Linked DNA regions of Ovis aries: region 2 is linked to region 1. Evidence: chromatin contacts called from public Hi-C data. All regions are on one chromosome and are shown on one strand. The core of a region is the stretch at or near the end of the contact, and the rest is flanking DNA. Distances in the headings are between cores, read along the strand shown. Region 1 holds the start of REL (REL proto-oncogene, NF-kB subunit). Region 2 has its middle 46 kb from the start of PAPOLG.

The links. A called contact is a pair of places that touch in the nucleus more often than the background predicts.
Region 2: a contact with region 1 is called in a Hi-C map of blood, with 1.9 times the contacts expected there. The contact joins the enhancer-like site here to the promoter of REL in region 1. A contact is called at or near these places in 3 of 16 Hi-C or Micro-C datasets (all in blood).

What each region holds. Positions count from the first base shown.
Region 1 is chr3:63,129,199-63,134,799 of ARS-UI_Ramb_v3.0, forward strand. It overlaps REL (REL proto-oncogene, NF-kB subunit), which reads right to left and starts at 2,783. Exons shown (of 10, transcript XM_004005929.5): 1 at 2,458-2,783. The coding sequence starts at 2,467. LOC121819047 (a long non-coding RNA gene) reads left to right here and starts at 3,236. Exons shown (of 3, transcript XR_006059194.2): 1 at 3,236-3,339.
Region 2 is chr3:63,197,614-63,203,214 of ARS-UI_Ramb_v3.0, forward strand. No RefSeq gene overlaps it. Among named protein-coding and RNA genes, the nearest start is that of PAPOLG, 46 kb to the right of the region's middle. Within about 2 kb of position 3,003, at least 11 of the 54 cell types and tissues checked have an H3K27ac peak or open chromatin away from gene starts, as enhancers often do.

The DNA of each region.
Region 1 (5,601 bases), core at 1,533-4,032:
TAAGTAAAAATAAATTATCTAAATTTGAATACATATTTTACCAAAGACAGTACTATTTATTAGTAAACAAAGCACACAAAAACATTTGCACCTTCTACTGGAATAAGGAGAAGCTTTAAATTCAGACCAAAAAATAGCTAATTTTATTTACCTTAAAACAGATTAGAATCATAAATATACAAGAGTAAGGACTGCTTATGTATACCTTGGATGGGACTGAGAACTTCTTTTTAATGCCTATCCTAATTAACTGTGTCAAAAGAATGGAATCAAGGTGTAATTAAAAAAAAAAAGTAATCAAGACAGCTTGATAGAACTCAAGCTGTGAAATCCTAAATATGACAGTTTAACTGAACAAAATTTAGAATCATACATATAGTCCCAGTTATTCATAGTACTTATATAATTTTATTTATGAGATTATGATGTTACTGTCATATTATACAGACCATATATTCAACTACAGACACCTATTTACATATAACATCCGGTGAGAAATGAAGAAACAGTCTTAAATGCTTGGTAATCAATAAAAATACTTTCTGAGGTTTTTATACTCTGTACTACAAACTATAAACTAGACAATGGTAAACTAAGCAGAAGTTTTTTTCAGTTACTCTTTTGCTTAAATTACTGTTTCAAAACAGGATGGGAGCTTATAATTTTGTGAATCTTTTTCTCTAAGATTTTTACAAATGATTAAGGAAAGTACACCCAGATTTTTCCTTAGTAGTTTTCAAACAACAGAATTACAATTTAAATAACTTGTTACATTTTAAATAGTGTCATTTTAATATAATTCCAGAAAAGGGGAGGGTGATAATTACCCTTTAAAATTTTCCCCCCTCAATTTAGGAAATCAGTCCTCTCACTAAGACAAAAACAAATGTCAGTTTTAAACAAGTTTAAATTGTACCACATTTTTAAATGATGTGGGTCTTACAATAGTCCATATAAATGGCTAATTCTTCTTTCTCTCTTTTGAATGGATTACAAGTGTTACATTCACACCATATATCAACAAAGTTTGGTTAAATTACCAGAAGGCTGATTTTTCTGTTTACTTTATTATGCTAACCATTCTTTAACTTTCATACAAAATCCTTCTGAGAGTCAATAAATTAACCAAGTGTTTCAATCATCTTTGCACTTTTAATCTCAACATGGTCTGAATTTATGAATTTACAAGATTATCTGAAAGTTTAGGGTCACTGAAGTGGCTAAAGAGAAAGTTGAAATATTTTAAACTACATTTGTATTCTCACAGAAAACCACAGACAAACTGAAATCAAATGTCATGTGAACCACCCCAATTTCCTTTTTGGCCTAGAGCAGTAGCTACCTCTTTGTTCTGCTCAACCCTGTTTTTAAAAAAAAAAAGTCCTTTATGCTTTCTACTTCCTCTTCTCTGGTAGTCCTCAGTTTTCTACTGTGGGTCACTGAACCAGGGTGTTGGGAGGATGCAGGTCAAACATAAACAAGCCTCCTTCTTCAGCCTCCTGTTGTCTTCAGCCTCTGCGTTAATCCACACTTTAGGCCTCCTTGCCTCTGCTCACTCTTGCAGGGAAGGTGCCTCCAAGAACCGTGACAGACTCCTGTGAAGGTCCCACTCCAAAGCAGCCTACTTGATTTAGTAACCCTTAGGTTGCAGGCTAACCTAAACCACAGCTGGATGGGGAGGCTCCCTCCCGCATCCTTTAAGCAGTTTCTAGGTAAAGCAAGAGATCCCCGCATTTACTGTCTACAAATAAGTATTCACGTAAGTGACAGAAAGTTTTCATTCTCACCCGTTACTTTAAAGCACGGGGATCCTAAAAATCCTCTTTTCCCCTTCCTTCCAACAAAAGAGAACAAAACTCGATTTCTGCTCCATAAATTAAAAAGTACGCACTTTACAGTAAAAATGATCCACTTGTTGAAGCAACATTTCCACTTAAGACTTGTTAAAATACCACTGGTGATTTTTAAAGGCGCGTCACATTTGTCCAACTGTCAGCACAACTGCGATCACCTCTTGGCAACTGATGAAACTGAACTTAAAAAAAGATAAGCTCTCCTGAGACCGGAAGGTTCCTCATTCCTATTCTAAAACGAAACACCACCATTTCAACTTAAATCAATTTAAAAATACGGGAACTCTTTCGTCCTCCTTTATTTAGATTCTTATTACTTCCTTAATCCAAAAACAAAGTCTTCTGGAAGGTCTAAGGTTCCGGCTATTACAATGGCATCAAGTTACAGAGCGTGACTTCGATTTCGCACGCAAACCCTGAACCAGGTCACTTTTAAAAGGCTGACAAACTTACCAGAGGCGATTTTAAAAACAGAATGAGACATAACCAAAACTGGGCCCCCGAAACCCTGAGTAGTTAGATCCTCGGACGCACTCCTTCGCTCCCCGCTGTCCGGGACCCTGCCCACGCCCGGCCGTCGGTAGCCCGCGCCGGGAACACTCACCTGAGGCCATTGCTCCGCTCACAGCGCCGCCCCGCTCCGAGCGTCCGGACCGGAGGCCGCTACAGTCACTCAGCCCGTCAGTCGGGCCGCCCAGGGACCTCTGCTGGCGGGATCCCCAGTCCCCCTGACCACCCCCGGGCCTCCTCCTCCTCCTCCTTCCCGCCCTCCTCTGGATTTGCGGCTCACACCTTCCCACCCGCTTAATCCTCGCGCTCCGGTCACCCGGCGTCGCTCGTCCAGGTGGCAGAAGCCAGAAGACGGAGCGCAGCTACAGCGGAGAGCAGGTCTGCCTGAGAGGCGGACAGCCCAGCGGGAGGGGGACTTCCAGAGACTGACGTAGGATCCCTCACCTCCGTACCCCGGGGCGGGGGCGGGGGCGGAGGCGGAGCGTCCTGCGACCGGCGCGCGAGCGTCCGCCGACCGCTGCCGGGCCCCGTCCCGCCCATGCCCCGCCCACCCGCCCGTCTCCTGAATGCCGGGTGGGCTCGGGAACCGGTCGGGGAAGCTGCCTCTCCGGGAACGTAGGGAACGCTGGGAGCCGGGGAGTGACGGCCCCGAGCGTGCGAAAGCCGCCGGTCCCCGAGAAATCCCCCTCCTCCAGGATGTTCTTGGGCGCGTGGCTTAAAGTTCAGGAGGGGTGGGAGGGTGCGGTGACGTCGAGAAGGGCCGGCTGCCCTCCCGCGAGCACTTCGGGGCGGGCCCTCCCCTCCCAGGCTAGGGGGAACGACGGTCGGGGTTTTCGTTGGGTGGTTCCCCCTCTTCCCTCTGTCGCACATGCAAATCTCCGCCCCCGGACCGGCGGGCGGCGCAGCGCGGGCGTCCCGGAGCGCCCTCGAGGGGAAGTGCGGAAGCTGCCGCGGCCTCGGTGAGCCTGTAATTCAGGTATTTGCATACGGGGACCCCCGCAGTCTGATATACCTTTGCAACATCTCCTTTGTGAGGACTCTGTTAACGTACTTGACAAACTAAAAAACTTTTCAAGCTAGTAAGGTCCGCAGTGTGAGTTCGTTTCCTCGTTACTCAGTGCTCCAAGTTAATGAAGTGGACACCCCATTGGGATTTGACAGACTCACAAGGAAAGGACGAACGTGTAGCATCAGAATCTAGGATAACTTTTGTTTCCTTCCTGTATAAAGAATTTTGTATGTGTCAGTTTAGTTACCCCCTTTATAATGAATTATTATCCTCATTTTATAGATGAGGCAATCAGGGTTCAGAGAAGTAACTTGCCTGTACATCAGAATGCTAGTAAGAAAGAACAGTTTAAACTCAAGGTTTCGGACTCCAGAACTCCGTGCTCTTTCCACTTTCCTTTACCGTTTAAAATAAGTATGGAGGGGCAATGGGAGCTATCAGCCATACAAGTGCCCAAACTGGAGGCCCCAGTTGGGAAATAATTAAAAATAAACTCTCCTGTCACCACCCCCAACCAAAGCATCCTTTCCACAAAATATAGAAAACAATGAAACAGTTTTATGATTAGCATAAGCCGTAAACCATATTGTGATGCACTTAAGAGACCGCAAAGAGAAAAAGGAAATCTCACTCGTTTATATCATCAGATAGATGCAATCAACTACAATGCCTGTTGTCTTTCTCCCAAGGGAAAATAATCGGAATTACATCTTGGAGCTAAAACTCGAGGTTGAAACTCCCAGAGATAGGTAGCCAGGGCCCCATCTTCCTTGATGTTCAGATTTCAAAGGGATAGCTCCAAGACCCCCAAGAAAGATCTTAAGGGGGTGCAAAACCTGCAAGAAGCTTATTTGGCTTTTTAAAAGGTGTACAGAATTCGTTAACAGTTTCCTTTTTTTCTAAAAGCATTGCTAAATGAAAAGAGAGGAAAATGTTTTCTGTTCTTTTTGACGCTAGGCAGAGTTTTCAGTGTAATCATTTTAGACTTGTATTTACCCTTACCACCCCAAACGTCAGGGCTATGTGAATGAACTAAACATAATGTTTAAGAATCCATTAGGAGAATGAGAGACAAATAGGAATGGAAAATATTTTTGCATGTATTTTCTTATATTTCACCTCCAGAAACTGATCGACTTTAGGTGCTTCTTAATAGAACACAATAATGTTTGCTTGCAGAAGAGTTTGGAGCCAGACAGAAAATCTCTCCCAGGTGCAGGACCCCAGAGTTCTAAAACCACTCCCATCTGTGAAATCACAAGCTAGATCTTAGGAGATTTAGTAACACTACACAATTTTGAATTCGTTTTATTTTTATTTTCCAAAGACTTAACTTATTTAAACCTCCTCACTAACAGGAACGCATGTTTGTATTTATTTCCAGAGCTATTTGTATTTGTCACATGAGTAAGCCATAGGTTTATATTATCTCACCCTTAAAAGGCTTTTTTGAAAACTCTCACTATTTTAAAAACTTTCTAGGACTTCTCTGGTGGTCCTGTGACTATGACTCTGCGCTCCCTTTGCAGGGGGCCCAAGTTCCATCCCTGGTCAGGTAATTAGATCCCACATGTCACAATTCACGTGTTGCAGCTAAGACCCAGTGCAACCAAATAAATAAATAAATATTTTTGTAAAACTTGCTGAACCCTTGTATCAAAGATCCAGCCCACATCTGAAAAGTGAAACTATTTCACTTGTGCGGGATAAATTTAATTAGAAAAAAAGGAAGATTACAAGACAAGGTAATGGATAGACTAAAAACAACAATAAATGTGAATAGTTATTTTTGTTAGGACTTATCCTGGGAAAAAACAGTGTATTACTGTAAAGATGATTGGTAACTAGTTGGTGGGGATTATAATGAATTGTTGTTGTTTAGTTCCTAAGTGGTGTCCAACTCTTTTGCACCTCATGGACTATATGTAGCCTGCCAGGCTCGTCTGTCCATGGGATTTCCCAAGCAAGAATATTGGAATGGGCCATCATTTCCTTCTTCAGGGGAACTTCCCGACCTAGGGATTGAGCTTACATCTCCTGCAGTGGCAGGCAGATTCTTTATCACTGAGCCACCAGGGAAGCCCAGTATAATGACCAGCATGTGGCGTTTTTCTTCAAGTGCTTGCAGTTGTTGATACTATTTATTCAGTCCAGCAAATATCTACTCTGTACCAGGTGCTCTTTAGATTGTGGCACAAACACTAATAAGATAATCAACTATTCCTCAGT
Region 2 (5,601 bases), core at 1,753-4,252, 69 kb after region 1:
ATTCCCATTTTACAGAGAAGGAACTGAAGATCAGAGGTGTTAAGTAATTTACCCAAAGTCACACAACTCCACAGGAGCTAGTACTCAGGTACAGATATGATTCTCTGCCTCCCACACACAGTGATGTGTGGTGGGATGGAACCAGAGTACTCAACTGCAGCAATGAAAAACTGTTTAGTCTCAAGTGTTTCTTTCTTTGCTTTTTTTCCTTGCCTCCAACATCTGGGCCTTCATTCCTAAGGGCCAGTTTGCCTACAGATTGATTCAATTTAAGTTTATGGGACACAAGATCTATTCCTGTTGCATTTCTCACAGTTTTTTTTTTTTTTTTTTCAGGGAACCTTTTGCTACATTTATTCCATTCACTCCAAGTCCTTTAGGTTTATGGAGAAGGAACATGCAACAAGATGCTGTTGGAGCCAGTAAATTCCTTCTGCTAAAACTCTTGACCATTGTGTCTTAGAGTGGAATGCCAGGACAACATGCACCAGAAATACCTGGGGGGTTGGATAAGGGTCAGTTTCTCAACTATGCTCCATAGTAGGTCTCTGTGTGGGAAATCGACCTCTTAACCAGGCACCTCTGGTTAATTTTGTTTAGGAGCTTTCAAGGACCTGTTTAAAACTTTACCTTATAATTGGCAGAGATAAGCCCACAAATCTCGAGTGTAGAGCTAGAATTATTATAAAGTACGTGCATTTTAACCTGAGTAAACCTATGTAGCAATCAGTCAGATCAAGATAGAGGAGGAGGAAGTTTCCCTCTACGTCATCCCAGAGGTAACTGCTATTCTGAATATTACCATGGACTAGTTTTGCCTGGTTTTGAACCTCACAGATGTGGAATCATACTGTTCTGCTGTTGTGCCTGTTTTCTTTCATTTACATTGTTTTAGCAATTTATCCATGTTGCTATATGTGCCAGTTTTTATTGTTGGTAATATTCTATTGTATGAGTATATCCTAATTTATTTATCTTTTCTCTTATTAAAGATCACTTACATTGTTCCCAGTTTAGGGCTGTTATGATTAAAGTTGCTAGGAGCATTCTTTCTTTCTTTTTTTTTTTTTTAGGTGTTTCATTTTTTTAACCTTTTATATCAGGATATAGCCAATTAACAGTGTTTTGATAGTTTCGGGTGAACAGTGATGGGACTCAGCCATACATACACATGTAGTCATTCCCCCCCAAACTCCTCTCCCATCCAGGCTGCCACATAACATTGAGCAGAGTTCCATGTGCTCTACAGTAGTTCCTTGTTGGTTATCCATTTTAAATATAGCAGTGTATAGGTGTCCATCCCAAACTCCCTAATTATCCCTTCCCCCCATCCTCCACCTCAATCCCCCTGCCAAACATCAGTTCGTTCTCAGTAAGTCTATGAGTCTATTTCTGTTTTGTAAATTCATTTGTATCATTCCTTTTTGGATTCCACGTATAAGGGATGTCATATGATAATTCTTCTGTCTGACTTACTTCACTCAGGATGACAATCTCTAAGTCTATCCATGTTGCTACAAATAGCATTATTTTGTTCTTTTTAATGGCTGAGTAATAATCCATTGTATATTTGTACCATATCTTCTTTATATCCATTCCTCTGCTGAGGGCAATTAGGTTGCTTCCATGTCTTGGCTATTTTTAAAAGTGCTACAGTGAACATTGAGGTGCATGTATCTTTTCATAACATATTTTTCTGTGGATATATGCCCAGGAGTGGGATTGCAGGGTCATGTGGTAGCTCTATTTTAGTTTTTTAAGGCACTTCCATGCTGTTCTCCAGAATGGTTGTACCAATTTGCATTCCCACCAACAATGTAGAAGGATTAGGAGCATTCTTTTTTTTTTTTTTTTTTTTTTAGGAGCATTCTTGTACTTAGTCTTTTGATGAACGCAGTCACTCATTTCTCTTTTTAGGTAACTGCATAGGATTGAAACTACTTCAGGCTTAAGGTTTGACTGTGAGAGGCAGATGGGAGTTGATTTATAACTAGGAGCAAGAAGTGCAGCACTGGGCAGGATGTTGGCAATCACCATCAAAACGGAACAAAGTGCCAGGGTGGGATCTCGGTTGCTGATTCTAGCTCATATATTCTTTTTCCCTTTTTTAAGACTTTTTTTTTTTTAATGTGGACCATTTTTTAAAGTCTTTATTGAATTTGTTACAATGTATTGCTTCTGTTTTATGTTTTGGTTTCTTGACCATGAGGCATGTGGGATCTTAGCTCCCCAATCAGGGTTTGAACCTGCACCCCCTGCATTGGAAGGCGGATTCTTAACCGCTGGACTGCCAGGGAAGTCCCCTGCAGCTCATGTATTCTTAATAGGCAATACTGCTCCCAAGGTGTTTCTTAGGTGGAGGGGGGTGAGGGGCAAAGGTATGTGAAAAAAAAATCTTATATATTGCAATGGTTCATGCCCTGATATATGTTGATATACAGTCATATCATGGGAAGAAGGGCAATTAGGAAAAAAATTGCCTGACAGGGTTCTTTAAGAGGAGGTAATGAAAACAGCTTGGGAAACACTAGTCTAGCTGAATGAATACATTCTCCTGGCTCCAACATCTGGATTCTAAGGAGATTATCACTCTTTTTGGTCCAGGAGGGGAATTTGGGAATAAGTAGCAGTACCTACAGATGTTCACAGAGAAACACAGCTAAATTCTTTGTGTTTGTGTTGGGAGGGCCTGGGACTTGTAGGTACAAGGAAGATAACACTCTGAAAGGACAAGTGAAGAACCAGAGTCCATGAAGATCTTGCTGTAATCAACACAGCAGCCAACTGGCCCGTGAGAGGAAAAGTTTATTTTATTAGCACCTCTGCTGAGGAAGGAAGTGATGAATGTCTCCACCAGCCCGCTGGGTGTCTTGTAAGATCAGATCTTGCCTGGAGGAAGCTCTGGAACCACAATATAGCCACCACAGTCGAGGCTTCCTCGGCAGCCGGCACCCATTGTTCTCCTTTAGCTCATGCGTGATGTTTCCGCCCCAGCAGGCCTTCCCTGGTGAGCAAATGGAAAGAAAATAAAAAATCTGGAAAGAATGAGCGCATCAGAGAGCAAGCGGACACCATGCACCAAGCTGCGATGTTAGCCCCTACAGTAGACAGGAAGAAAGGGGGCTTGGAGGGAAGGAAGCCCCTGTGCTTCTCCTTAACCCATGTTCTCTTTTGCCCAGGTTTCTCGGGGCGGGGGGTGCCACTCACCCCGACTTGCTTCTGAGGGGTATGTGAGTAGCTGTGAGGAGTACCCCTGGGGGCCGTGTAACTCCTAATCCCAATCCCACTAAACCCCAGCACTGACTTCAGCCCCGAATTACACACAGTGGCAGTGTGATAGGTACAGTGGCCAAACCCACTTGTAACCTGTGCGGCCTTAGTGAGTTTCTTTCCCTTTCTTAAGCTCTCTGGGCCTCTGTCTCCTCGTCTGCAGGATGAGGGTGGCAATGCTGGCCCCTCCCTCATCGTTATGAGGGCGAGACTAGTGAACATGTGTCAGGAGCTCAGAATAGAGCTCCGCACAGTTTCCTCTATGAGCAGTGGCCTGAGGATAACTCGCAGTGCTATGAATGGCTGCACTGTTACTTATGATAACAGATGCCTGTCCCCAAGCTGCATCCACACTAGGGAGGAGACCACCTTCTAATTTCTTATTCAACTGCAAGACTGAGAGGCAAGTGTTATTTTAATAATTTTCCCAACTCCTCTCTAGACTTCAGGCAGGGGTATTGCTGCCCCCTTGGGGCTGTCATTTCTTGATCGACTCCTTTTTCCCTCCCCTCTTTTCTCCCACTCAACAGCCAGGTTCCAGAAGAGGAGGTGGGGATAACCACTGTCCTTGGGGTGGGGGCGGGGTACGTAGCTAAGAGGAAATTATGATGGAGCCTGATGACTCATGACTTGCTGTGGATTTGGCCCACTGGGGTGAGGTCACGGCACAGAGAGGGACTCAAGCCGAGGTCTGCTGGTCTAAGAAGTAGAGCTGCTTTCACGTGAGGGCTGCTCCCTGCCGAGGCGGTGGTTGTGGGCCCTGTGCACCACGTCCTCTTCCTTTCCACGCTCATCACATGGAATGATGAGCCTGGCTGGTATAAATGCAGGTTGGATGGGTTCATCTGGTTGTTGGCATAGCTTTCAGAGGCCCAGCTTCTTTGTTCTATGTCCAGTTTCCAAAAGATCCTCTGACTTTTCTGGAAGGTTGTTCAATGATTTGTTCTGCGTATCACAGGCTGAGCTCTCCAGGAAGTAGGCTCTGCAACAGAGGTTTGCCTGCACAAAGTTTCCTGGGGAGTGAACCAACACCTGTAGCGAGAGGCGAAGGAGCAGGACGGATGGAAGGAAAAGCTGAACTTTGATGCTGTCCCAACAGAGGCTTCAGCTGATGTCATGAGGAGCTCTGGAGCTAGGATGGCCCTTTACAGCTGGAACCCAGGGCAGGCTTTATACCCCCACTGACCACTGGATACAGGCTTCTCTAGGAAGGTGCAGAGAGGCCTTGGGGTAGGCGGCTCGCTGTAGACCAGGGCCAGCTCTAAGGATCCTACCAACACTTCCTGAAGCTGGGTTAAAGAACCCCTCAACCCGGGGCGAGACCTGGGCAATGCACCTCGGTGTCCAGCACACTAAGCATGGGTGGTAGACCTTTCTACCTCTTGTGTGTATGTTAGTCGCTCAATTGTGTCCAGCCTCTTGCGATCCCATGGAATTCTATGCAGTCCATGGAATTCTCCAGGCCAGAAAACCAGAGTGGGTTGACATTTCTTTCTCCAGGTTATCTTCCTTACCCATTGCAGGCAGATTCTTTACCATCTGAACCACCAGGGAAGCCTACCTCTTGCCGCTGTCCAAATCCTTCTCATTTTCTAAGAGCTACAGAGTACAATGACTGAAGGTATAGACTTCAGGGGACTCAAGTTCAAGTCCTGTTTCTACTATTCATTTGGCAATATTTATAGTGTATATTTCAGCTGCTGTTCAATGCACTATGGGTACAAAAGTAGTAACCCCTTCTCTCTGGAGCTTATATTCCATGTGTGGCAGGGAGACACAGGCAATTTAAAAAAGGAATACACATACACACATGTACACTTAATATATATTTGATATATATTGTATAAACTCTATGCATTATATATAATAATCAGCGACATGGAGAATGTGAGAAGGGTGTGGGGGTGAGGGAATGTGGGAGGCTTGGTTTGTGCAGAGGTCAGGAAGGCTTCCTTCCCTGAGGAGGTGACATTTGAGCTGAGACAGGAGGTGTGGCTGTACAGAGATCAGGGAGTGAGGAGTTCAGGTGAAAGGAACAGCTGTGCAAAGGCCCTTTGAAGGGAGTGATCAGGGAGCACCAGGAGGCCAAGGTGTTGGGTGGAATAGGAGGAGGAAAATGGAAGAGGGGAAGGGAGGGGTTTCAGGAGGAGAGAAACTCAGAAAGGTTTCTAGGCAATATCCACAAAAGCGAAATGTAGAGACAGAAAGCAGGTTGCCTGGGGCTGGAAGAGGAGGGAAGATTGGGGAGTGATGCCCAGGGGCATGCAGTTTCTGTATGAAACGATGGAAATGGTCTAATATCCATTGAGATGGTAACTGCACAACTCTGAG